2 separate regions of the Sus scrofa genome follow, and region 2 is linked to region 1. The links are chromatin contacts, called in public Hi-C maps. All regions are on one chromosome and are shown on one strand. The core of a region is the stretch at or near the end of the contact, and the rest is flanking DNA. Distances in the headings are between cores, read along the strand shown.

Region 1 (5,540 bases), core at 927-3,426:
TGTCTGCATCAGCCTGCCCGGGCTCCAGAACAAAACACTGCCGACTGAATGGCCTCAACGAGAGAAATGTATTTTCTCACAGATCTGGAGGCTAGAAGTCCAAGATCATGGTGTGGACAGGGCTGGTTTCTCCTGAGGCCTCTCTTCGTGGCTTGCAGAGGGCCCCCACCTCGCTGTGTCCTCACACAGCCTTTCCTCTGCATCCCCGGTCTGTCTGCATGTCCAAATTTCCTCTTCTCCTAAGGACCCCAGTCAGACGGGATTAGGGCCCACCTTTGCCTTAACTGCCTCTTTTTATTTTTGTTTTTTCCTTTTTAGGACTGCACCTGCGGCATATGGAAGTTCCCAGGCTAGGGGTCAAATTGGAGCTGCAGGTGCTGGCCTCCCTAAGCCACAGCCACAGCCACACCAGATGCAAGCCTCATCTGCGACCTACACCACAGCCAATGGCAACCTCGGATCCTTAACCCACTATGTGGGCTCAGGAATCAAACCCAAGACCTCATGGAGGCTGTGTCGGATTCTTAACCTACTGAGCCACAATGGGAATTCCTTAAGCACTTCTTTAAAGGCCCTATCTCTGTCCTTAAAGGTACCCATCCTCAGGTATAGGGGTTAGGATTTCAGTATATGAATTTGGGGCGGGGGGACATTTTTTAGCCCAAAACAACATCCAACAGGTCATGATGCTCCCCTTAAAAAAAACCTTCACCGGTGCCCCAACGCCCTGAGGGGACTATCTTTCCCACGAAGGGCTCCTGCCTACCTCTCTCCCGCCCAGCTGAGAACAAGGAGGTGGCCAGCCCAGACGGAGCTAAGAGCACAGCTGGAAATAGACAAGATTAGAGGGATTAGGATGGACGGCACCTTCTGTTATTTCTCGTCTTTTTTCCAACTCCTGACAGATCCGGGGCGAGCTGTCTGACCTCTCTGGAGAATGAGCCTCCCAGAACATACATGTCATGTCGCAAAAAACAAATGACATCTCCCCCCATACTAAGATCCCCTCCATGGAAAATACCAGTGTCCCCTCAGCAGCAGCAAGCATTCCCCAGAGTCTGCCTCAAGAGAAACTTCTGCCTGAATCCAGATGGAAAGCAGATCTAAGCTGCAACTGGGTGCCCTCCCTCGGAGCCCAAACTGCCCATTAGGTTGACCTAGATAACGGCATCAGGGAGCCACCACCTCACCTGGAAAGCCTGGCCTTGGTGGCACCACCACACAGTCTTTGTTCCTCTGCCTCCAAGTGCGAGCGGAGTGACTCAGAGCAGAATGTCTAACAGGCCTGAGCCTTGGTTTGTACATCTGCAAAATGGGGTTAATTCCTTCTAGCTAATTCCTACTATATTGTCTCCCAGGGCTGCTTAATAAATTACCACAAAGTGGGTGGCTCAGAACAAAACAAGTCTGGCTAGGGGTCAAATTGGAGCTGCAGGTGCTGGCCTGCCTAAGCCACAGCCACAGCCACACCAGATGCAAGCCAGGCTCTCCCCGAAGCCACAGCCACACCAGATGCAAGCCAGGCTCTCCCCGAAGGCTCCAGGGAAGATGATTCCTGGCCTCCTCCTCGCTCCTGGTGGTGCCGGCAGCCTTTGGCGCTCCTTGGCCCATACCTACATCCCTCCAATTTCTGCTGCTGACCTCCTGGGGCCATCTTCCTCTGCGTGATTTTTGTGTGTCCCCTCCACTAAGGACATCAGTCTGTGGAGTCCGGGTCCCCTCTAACCCATAGGTCTTCACTTTAACTAATTACATGTGCAAAGACCCCATTTCCAAATAAGGTCACATCCACAGGCACCAGGGGTGAGGACCTGAACGTATCTTTAAGGAGGGACACAATTCGACCCATCTAGAAGATGGAGAGAGGATTAAAGAGAGAAGGACGCCAAGCGGGGGCACACAGGGCACTCAATGAACCTCACAAGGGAGCGGTTTTCTCCCACAGAGCAGCCTCCTTCCCAGAAGATCAGGCCCAGCTTCTCCACTCCTCGTAAAAACAAAAACCGCAGGCAAGACACCCAACGCCAACAAGCCGGCACCCTGATGGCTGATGTGTTGTAAGACTTTTAAAACAAACAACCAGGGCCTGGTGCCAAGTCGCTGCTGTAAATATTTTATCAGTGGGTCTCTAAGCAAATGCACCCCCGCACGTGGGCCCCACATGCCTCGGAAGAAGAGGAGGAGGGGCTGGTGTGTGGATAAGAGGCCCAGTGGGCTGCTGGAAAAGGGTTTGCCCAAGGTGTGCACCTCTGCTTCCAACATCTGGCTGCCTTCCAGCTGTGCAGAAAGGTTCAGACAGAAGGCCCCGGAAGCTCCACAGGCCAGATGGAGAGAGAGCGAGCCTGGAGCGGAGGCCGAGTCCTTCCCAGGAGAGCTGGGCAGGCGGGGCGGCCAAGGAAGAAATGAATAAATCACGGGCAGAGCAGGCCCCCGTCCCCTGCAGTGGAACCTGGACACCCATTGCCACGATCAAAGCTGCTGCCCAGGACTTGAGACTGACTTTGACTCGCTCATTAATGCATAAGCTCCTGCAGGATGGATTTTCTCCACGGATAATGCTTGAAAATTAGGAAGTAAGTGGCCTGGGAGAACCTGGGACCCATTAACCAACCAGCCAGACAGAGCTTCCATTAAAAAAGAAAAATGGCTGAAAATCTGAAAACCGTCCTCAGGCAGCTGTTCAAAGAGTCCATTATGAGTTTTCCAGGGGTGTCCTCTGGGGGGGTTCATGCCGGGCGTGAGTGAGAGGGGCCTGGACCTAGAAGGTGGGTCCGGGGTTCAAATCCTGGCTGTTTTGGAATGTCAAGGGTCTCCGTTTCCAGAAGGGGAGAAACCAGGGTCCTGGCTGTCACCCTCAGCTAAGGCGCACGATCCCAGGACCCAGGTCCGTGGATAGAATCGTGACACTGAGCCCGGGACCAGGACTCACTCAGGATGCACTTGGGAAACCTGTACGTTGATGCAGTCCCACCTGCCAGCTGCCAGCTGCTGAGGCTGAACTTTGGCAATCTAAGTGCCTGAAACAGTCAGCCGGTCACGAGACCAACAAAGCGCAAGGGGACACACAGAAGGGCCTCAGCATGTCAGGACTGTCGCTCCAAATAAAAAAGTCCTGGAGAAGGTTCCAAACAGCATGTGAACCCCAACTCTGTGACCTGGTCAGGAGGTGACTTCAGTCCATCAAACACCTGCAGCTTCAGCTTCCTCATCAGTAAAATGGAAGAACAGTCCCCCGCCTCCCAAAGATTTTGATGAGGGTTATGTGATGATCGAACTCTCCTAACACACCTCTGGCAGGTGCTAAATAAGCATCCCCTCGGTTCCTCTTGCCTCCCTCCTCTCCTCGGCATGTCCCACCCCTCTAGTTCACAGGAGCCTCCCCACCCCGCCCAGTGCCTCTGGACATCAGGGCTCCCTTCCCTAGAAAATCCCTCCCTGTATTCTAAGTAGCCACACATCTGGACACCGGTTACCGGCCTCCTCCCACCGCCCCGGGCCTCTGCCCTACAGCTTCTCCTTCTCCTGCGGTCTACCGCCAACGTCCAGTGGTCAGCGATGAAATTAGCAACTGAAGGAACATTTGCTTCTGCTCTTCTTAGACTTCAACTTACCCCATCGAAAGGGCCACCCTTTGTCCTGAGGAGAGCCAGTCCTACACTACTGTGTTAAAATGTGATTTCTATTATAAAATGGTAATCACTCATATTGTCGTGTATTAACATTTGACTTCTATCATAAAATGGTGGTGATACGATAAAAGGTGATTTTTTTTGCTCACTGTTCTCATTTAATCAAATCAAAGTGGGTGAGCCAACATCTGAGGTCCAAGATTTTTGGTTTATTTTTCATTAGTGTCCTGGTCCATAAATTCAAGTGCGGGAATCGCCTATCAGTGGCACATAGCTGCCTGCTCTTCCTCTGCAGCTCAATTGCTTAACCCAAATTTACAAACCCAGCTTCTGCTCTCACCATTCAAGGGAAACGGTTCATTCCAAGTTCCCCAAACTCAGAGTCCTTCCTGCAAGTGAGAGCCCAGGACAGGGCCTCGTTACTTAGACGTAACAGAGCCACCGTACAAAGGCTGGCCCCAGCCTTTTCAAGCAGATTTGATCAGAGCAAAAAGGCTTTCCAATGCAGCTCGCACAAGTCCAGGCTCTCAGCGGCATCTCTGGTTGTCAGTGCCCCACCCCCCACCCCACCCCCGCCAAGGCCTGGGCCCTGGAGCTGGGGAATCCCAGCTCCACAGTCTAGTTCTTGCCCAAGTCCCAGCAAGTTTCTTTGTTTCTCTGAGCATCAGTCTCCTACTGGGTCAAGCCGTGACGGTGACTGCCCCTATCTCAATGGCGACTGTCCCTATCTCACAGGGATCTTGAGAGGATTCGACAAAATCATGCATATAAAGCACTTTCCACAGGAAGTGCCATTAACTGAGAACCCAGTTAGCAGGAGTCTTTGTAGTGGATATGCCCTCTCTCTAGCTTCACTGCTCCCTGGGACCCTGGCAAAACTGTAACCTTTGTGGCTCCCCAAGTAACCGCCTACCTTCCCACCTCTGGGACTCTGTCCCTGCCGGCCTGGACTTCCAGCCTAACTCCCACCCTTACCTCCAAGCTCATGCCAGGGAGCTCCTTCACCCGGTTTATCCATTGCAGCAGGAGGAGGAAGTGTGGTCCTCTGAACCCGGGCCATCCTCCTGGCTGCAACGCTCTCCACGTGACCACACGCGCCTGACACAGACCCACGCGCACATCTTCCCTCTCCTGCTAAACGCTCAATTACCGAAGGTCTGGGCAAGCTCTGCACACCCACCCGCACCTGCCACGGGGCCTTACAGGGAAGGGAACAGTAAGTCATTGTTCTAAGGAGCCAGTGATATCATCACCCATAAACCGTTTTCAAATAGAGAAACAGATGTAGTGTGATGACCTCCTATGTCCAATGCTGAATTTCTTCCTAGAACCAAAGCTAGCAATGTTTGTATGTGTACAAACACACATATACATACAAGGCTGGGTGTGTATCCATGTACACACACACACACACACACACACACACAAATATCTCCCAAAAATCTCAGGCAATGCAAATGGACAGTAATGGAAATTCTTTTTTTTTTTTTTTTGTCTTTTTGCCATTTCTTGGGCCCCTCCCGCGGCATATGGAGGTTCCCAGGCTAGGGGTCGAATCGGAGCTGTAGCTGCCAGCCTACGCCAGAGCCACAGCAACAGCAATGCAGGATCCGAGCCGAGTCTGTGACCTACACCACAGCTCATGGCAATGCCGGATCCTTAACCCACTGAGCAAGGGCAGGGATCGAACCCACAACCTCATGGTTCCTATTGGATTTGTTAACCACTGCGCCACGACGGGAACTCCGAGTAATGGAAATTCTAATCCCATAGAATTGAAATCCATTGTCGCCAGGAGCCCGGCCCTTCCTCTGCCCCACAATTCTGGTCAACTATCAGGATCAGACTGGACTTTGCTATCCCATTAACATTTATAAGTTTGCACGCTGACCTCTGCGTTGTTCGGCTGTG
Region 2 (5,540 bases), core at 1,057-3,556, 130 kb after region 1:
AGAAAAACAAGGCAAGGTTAGAAGCTGGACCATTAGGAAGGTAGTATTAGGGCAAGGTAACAGAGGACAGAGGCACAGTAAGCCTCTGAAGAGATCTGGGGGGTAAAAGAATGTTTTGGCAAAGGAAATAGCAAGTTAAAGGCTCTGCAGGCAGGAGCATGCTTTGGGGGTATGAGAAGCTGGGAGGCCAGTGCAATCAGAGCATGTGGAACATAGTGGGGGTGGAAGGAGATGTGGCAGGGCCCGAGCACATGGAACCTCAGAGGATGTGCAGGTGACTTGGGAGCCTACCCGAAGTTTGCTGGGAAATCAAGAAAAGATGTTATAAAAGGGCTGCACTGTATCCCCCACAAATTACTATGTTGAAGCCCTAACCTCTGGTACCTTAGAATGTGGCTGCATTTGGAGACTGAGCCTTTATAGAGGTGATTAAGCTGAAATGAGGCTATTAGGGCCAATTTAATATGACTATTCTGACATGACTTGTGCCCTTCTAAGAAGAAGAAATTTGGATACACAAAGAGATGCCAGAGATCATGTGTGTAGACAAAAGGCCACGTGAGGACACAGTGAGAAGGCAGCCATCCACAAGCAAAGGGGAGAGGCTCAAGGAGAAATCAAACCTGCTGATATCTTGATCTTGACCTTCAGCCTCCAAAACCATGGGAAAATTTAACTTCTGTTATTGAAGCCACACAGTCTGTAGCAGTCCTTACAAATGAACACAGAGTATTGAAGCATAGATCGCCACAGTCTGATTTTATTTTCAAATGATCACTCCAGCTGATATGAGAAGGCCCTAGTGGGGAAGAGATCAAGAAGATCAGTCAAGATCCCACTACAGTGATCTAGGTAAAAGGGGACAATGTGTTGGACCAGATTGGTAGCAAAAGAGGTGCTGAGAAGCAGCCAGAATCAGGTGGATTTTTCAGCAGAGATAACAGAATTTGTGAGAAAGAGAGAAATTAGAGCTGCTGGCAAGGTCAGGCTTGTTCAGAAGATGCAGTCAGGCACTGGCTAACATTCGTACCCTAACTGCCAAAATGTCCTGGGTACTGCGACAAGATACTAAAAAAAAAAAAAATGCCTCCTAGGATTTTGGAGCCAAACCAGCTTTTAAAGGAACAAAAGGCAGAGGCTACTGAAGGAAAGGAAATCCTAGCACAGTTCCAGAGTCAGGATGCTTGGGTTCAAATCCTAGATTCACTTCTGTGTGACTTAAGGGCAAGTTATCTAAATTTTCCAAATCTCAGGTTTGTTCATCTAGAAAGTAAAGATGACAATATCTGCTTCATTGGACAGTATGAGAATTAAACGCAGTATTTATGTAAAGCTCTCAGCATGGATTTGACCGAAAGTAAATGGTCCATGAATGTGATGCATTGGTTAGCTCTTGCTAAGTAACAACTCCTTCCCCCAACGCTAGTGACTTAAAATATGAAGCATATAATTTTGCTCATGATCATGTCAGCTATTTTTTAGAGGGCCAAGCAGGACCAAAAAGATGAGCTCTGTTTCTACAGGGCCTGTAAACAAAGAAAACAGTGGAAACATATATGCACAAAGCTCACAAATCTTTGCACAGGCTATTGGAACTTGTTAAGCGTGGACTTAGACTGGCTGGGGGACCTGAGTTCTAGTTGGGCTGTGTGATCTGGGGCCAGTTCCATCCCTCTCTATGCCTCAGTTTCCTCATATATAAGGGAAGGTGCTGGATCAGAGATTCTGGAGGCTTTCCTCCAAGACACTAATTCTCTTGAATATACGTAACACACCTACCTACCTGTGTCTTAAACAAAGAGGGGGCTTATACAAATCCAGAGTTAAGCAGTCTGGACTGATGTGGAAGCTCAATGACATCATATGAACAAATTCTCTTCTGTCTCTCTTCGCGCTGCCATCCTTAGAGTGCAGGCTTCTTGTCTCATGGTACCAAACATCGCCTCTTTGTTCTAAGCAGGCAAAGGGAAAAGGCATAAGGAGAACAAATATTTATAACTGTGGAGTCTGTCATTTTATATGAGGGAAGCAAGGGCTTGTGATTCAAGCTTATAACTTATTAGCCAGAACTGTTCCCCGTGATTACTGAGCTGGAAGGTGGCTAGGACTTCTGCCTGGGAGTCGGGTCAGTCAATTCATGGTGTTAGCTGCAAACACTAACTATGAAGACATATAGTCTGGAGAGGGTGTTTTGGGTCCTCATAGCCACAGGAGCTCTGGCCAGTCAGCTGGCTTCATGGTGGCTATGGAAAGGTTGTTCCCCTGGTAACAGTTCCCATATAAACCCATGGGACTACAAATTCCAAAAGATAAGGACATTGTTTGCTTAATCTCATTGCAGCTTCAGGACCTAGTTCAGGGCCTGGTACATTGCAGCTGCATGACAAACATTTGTATAATGAACAAATTGTCCATCAATGGATACGGATTTCAGTGGACTGGGGCATTCGGGGAGTAAGGGATCTGGATAATTGGATTTTCTGGCAGCCTGAGGGTGAGGCAGAAAAGCTTATGATCTCAAATTAATTCTAGCAACACCAAGTGGCTTCCATAGCCAAGGCTCCAAGGTAAAAATAAAAACCCATGTGCTATGCATGTGTCATGGTCAGGGTCTCAGCAGGAGATGACACAATCAAGGTGGCTCAGGAGCGTATAATGAGGGACTACTTACAAAGGTGTGAGCAGGATTAGGGGAAACCAGCCAGGGGTGGCGAAGACCCTGGGGGCTGGCAGTGCTGGGGAGCTGCTACCAGCCCTGCTGACAGAGGACAGGGAGAAAGTGGACTCTAAAAGAAGAGAGTTCCCTTCGTGGCTCAGCAGTTAACAAACATGACTAGGATCTGTGAGGATGTGGGTTCCATCCCTGACCTCACTCAGTGGGTGAAGGATCTGGCATAGCCATGAGCTGTGGTGTAGGTCCCAGATACAGCTCGGATCTTGTGTTGCTATGGCTGTGGTGTAGGCCGACAGCTGTAGCTTCGATTTGACCCCTAGCCTGGGGACTTCCGTATGCCTCAGGTGTGGCCCTAAAAAGGAAAAAAAAGAAAGAACAAGAGAGCGTAGCTGGAGCTGGCACTGGAGCTGCAGGTGTGGACTGCCTGGGAGGAGCTGAGGCCTTCCATAGAGGAACACTGCCACTGGCCACTACCACAGACTGGGGCCCTAGCACCCTGCCCTCTCTCCTTCCATCTGCTGCTTCCCCTGGTTTATCTCATCTGCTGAACTGGGGACCAGAGCAGGGCCTTACTGATGCCATCTGCTGAGATCAAACTCTGGGGCACAAAGCAGGGAGCAGAGGCTAGAGAGAGGTGCTGGGGTGGGGTAGATGGCAAATACCCAGCACCGTGTATGGTATGACATCTGCATGATTACTCTTGGAGGTGGCTATTACTGTGTCTACTTCTAACTAGTCCAACAGAGGCCCAGAGTAGTTCCATCACTTGTCCAGGTTCACCTAGCCCACGGACTAGAGCTCAGATCACGTGACTCCCATTCCCAGTGTGTGTGACTCCCATTTCAGTCCGTGTGACCCACCCAGAAAGCATCAATTTTGCAAAGTATAGGATTGAAATTTGGATGCCAGGGGCGGGGGGTCTCTCTTGAAGCCTCTGAGAGTGTCAAGAGAACTGGATCAGAGGTCAGCAGAGCTGAGGTCCAGGCAGGCCTCCACTCATGACTGGAGGCATGATAAATTGAGCCTGTGTTATATGCCAGGCACTGTGTTAAATGCTTTGTATGTATCACAGCACACCCTCAGAGGAACTTATTATTTCCATTCATTGGCCCCAAAACAAAAGCACAGAGAAGTTAAATTACTTGTTAAAAGTAGAAATATGATTCAAAATCAAGTTTGTCTGGCTGGAAAGACTAAGCCCCTTCCTTTACTCCAGCGGTTGGCCTTTGGTGGCCTGTAACCTGATTTTGACCCACTCAGACCCCCAAATTTTTGTAAAGAAATGAAACCAATGGCCAACATCTTAAAGTTGTGCAATTACATGTAAAAAGCTGAATTTCTCCTGAAATTTCTATTGAAAAAAATTTCTATTGAAAAATTGGAAAACTGGAAACCCTGGGCCCACATTCTCAAGTAGTGGTAACTAAAACTGAGGAATAGCTGCCTCTTCAAATGAAAAATTTGCTCCTGTTTTTGCCACAATCCCTACCCCTCCCTATTGTGCCCAACACCGAGGCTCAGAATCAGTTGTCATTTCTTATCTACCTGTACCATTGGTTTTCTTACACTCAGTCCACTTGACTCATTTACGCTGCCTGCTTGGCTCTGGTAGGCATTTGGGTTTGTACCTCCAAAGTGCCCATTTCTTTGGGTACAAGATCATCTACTGGGGTGAGAGAAGCAAATATTGGACCCTCTGTCAATATGCATGATCTAATTCATTTTCATGTTTATTTTCAATTATCAATACAACAGTCATGGCTATGTTTTATAGATAAATTATGCATATACACTGAGGATATCTGCTCAGAATTCATTTTTCTGTAGTCTCTGAGACAGAAAAGTTTGAAGATCATGGCTTTTAAGCACTAGCTGTGAGACACTAGGGAAAATCCCTTTGACTCTCTGCGCCTAGATTTTTTTCCCACTGGAAAATGGAGATATTGTTACCATCTTGAAGAGTTGTTTCAAAATTCTAAGTCCCCAGCAACCTATATCGTGCTGAGCCATAAAAGCCGAAAGCTACCCTGGGAGAAGGCCCTCAGCACAGCCAGCCACATGGGCTGGCTGATCCTTCCATGTTAATGTCAGCCCGAAAGGGGAATTGGAAGTTTTGCTGTAAGGTGTCCAGTCGTAAAGCCCAGGCTGCCGGCTGACCTGGTCCAACCCCTTGCACAGCAACAGGGATTCGTTTTCAGGTTTATTAGTGCTGTTGATGTGCTCCTGGGGCAGACAATAGCTCTGCTTTCATTAAAGAGAAGCAGCTGCCCGATTTCGGTTCACCTTCCCCTCATCTCCAGCCTACACCTGGCATCCCAGGGAGAAATCTGCCCAACCCCACTAGCCTCCTTTGTTCTTGGGCTCATTCTGGCTTGGAAAGAGTCATGTTTTAAGGGGACGGGGGCTCAGAAACACAGGGGAGGGTGTCAGCAGAGTGCTCACCCTCGTATGATCATGTCAAAACTCCCTCCCAAAGAAGGGGAGAGGTGATCCTGAGACCAGACACTTCATAGCCTCCCAAGGGCAGCTCTGCCTGAGAGTGGGGGCTTAGTCCTCCCAGACTGGGCCTCTGGTGGGCTCAGGCAGTTAGATAGTCCCCGAATGTGTCTGAGTTACGGGACAGGCACTCACTTCATTCCGTCCAGTTCTAATGGTTGCAGAATCATTCAGATCCCCAAGATATGGAGAGAGAGTGTTAGCCGGGATCACAGCCCACTAAAAAGTTGAGTGCGGATGACTGAAATGTTCCCCAGGATGTAGGACTTTCAGTGCTAAAACTGGGACAATTCAAGGCAAGCCAGGAAGATTAGATATCCCAGATGGAGCCAGAATTCAAACCCTTACCATCTGTCTCCAAAACCCACAG

The links. A called contact is a pair of places that touch in the nucleus more often than the background predicts.
Region 2: a contact with region 1 is called in a Hi-C map of liver, with 5 times the contacts expected there. The contact joins two enhancer-like sites. A contact is called at or near these places in 4 of 47 Hi-C or Micro-C datasets (embryonic fibroblasts, liver and skeletal muscle).

The regions. Positions count from the first base shown.
Region 1 is chr2:25,113,740-25,119,279 of Sscrofa11.1, forward strand. The region is part of intron 1 of LDLRAD3 (low-density lipoprotein receptor class A domain-containing protein 3); the gene reads right to left. Among named protein-coding and RNA genes, the nearest start is that of LDLRAD3, 39 kb to the right of the region's middle. Within about 2 kb of position 2,177, at least 4 of the 83 cell types and tissues checked have an H3K27ac peak or open chromatin away from gene starts, as enhancers often do. A contact at or near this core is called in liver, where this site is marked.
Region 2 is chr2:25,247,690-25,253,229 of Sscrofa11.1, forward strand. It overlaps LOC102157601 (a long non-coding RNA gene), which reads right to left. Exons shown (of 7, transcript XR_001306887.2): 4 at 5,519-5,540; 5 at 1,784-1,952; 6 at 624-799. Among named protein-coding and RNA genes, the nearest start is that of LDLRAD3, 95 kb to the left of the region's middle. Within about 2 kb of position 2,307, at least 2 of the 83 cell types and tissues checked have an H3K27ac peak or open chromatin away from gene starts, as enhancers often do. A contact at or near this core is called in liver, where this site is marked.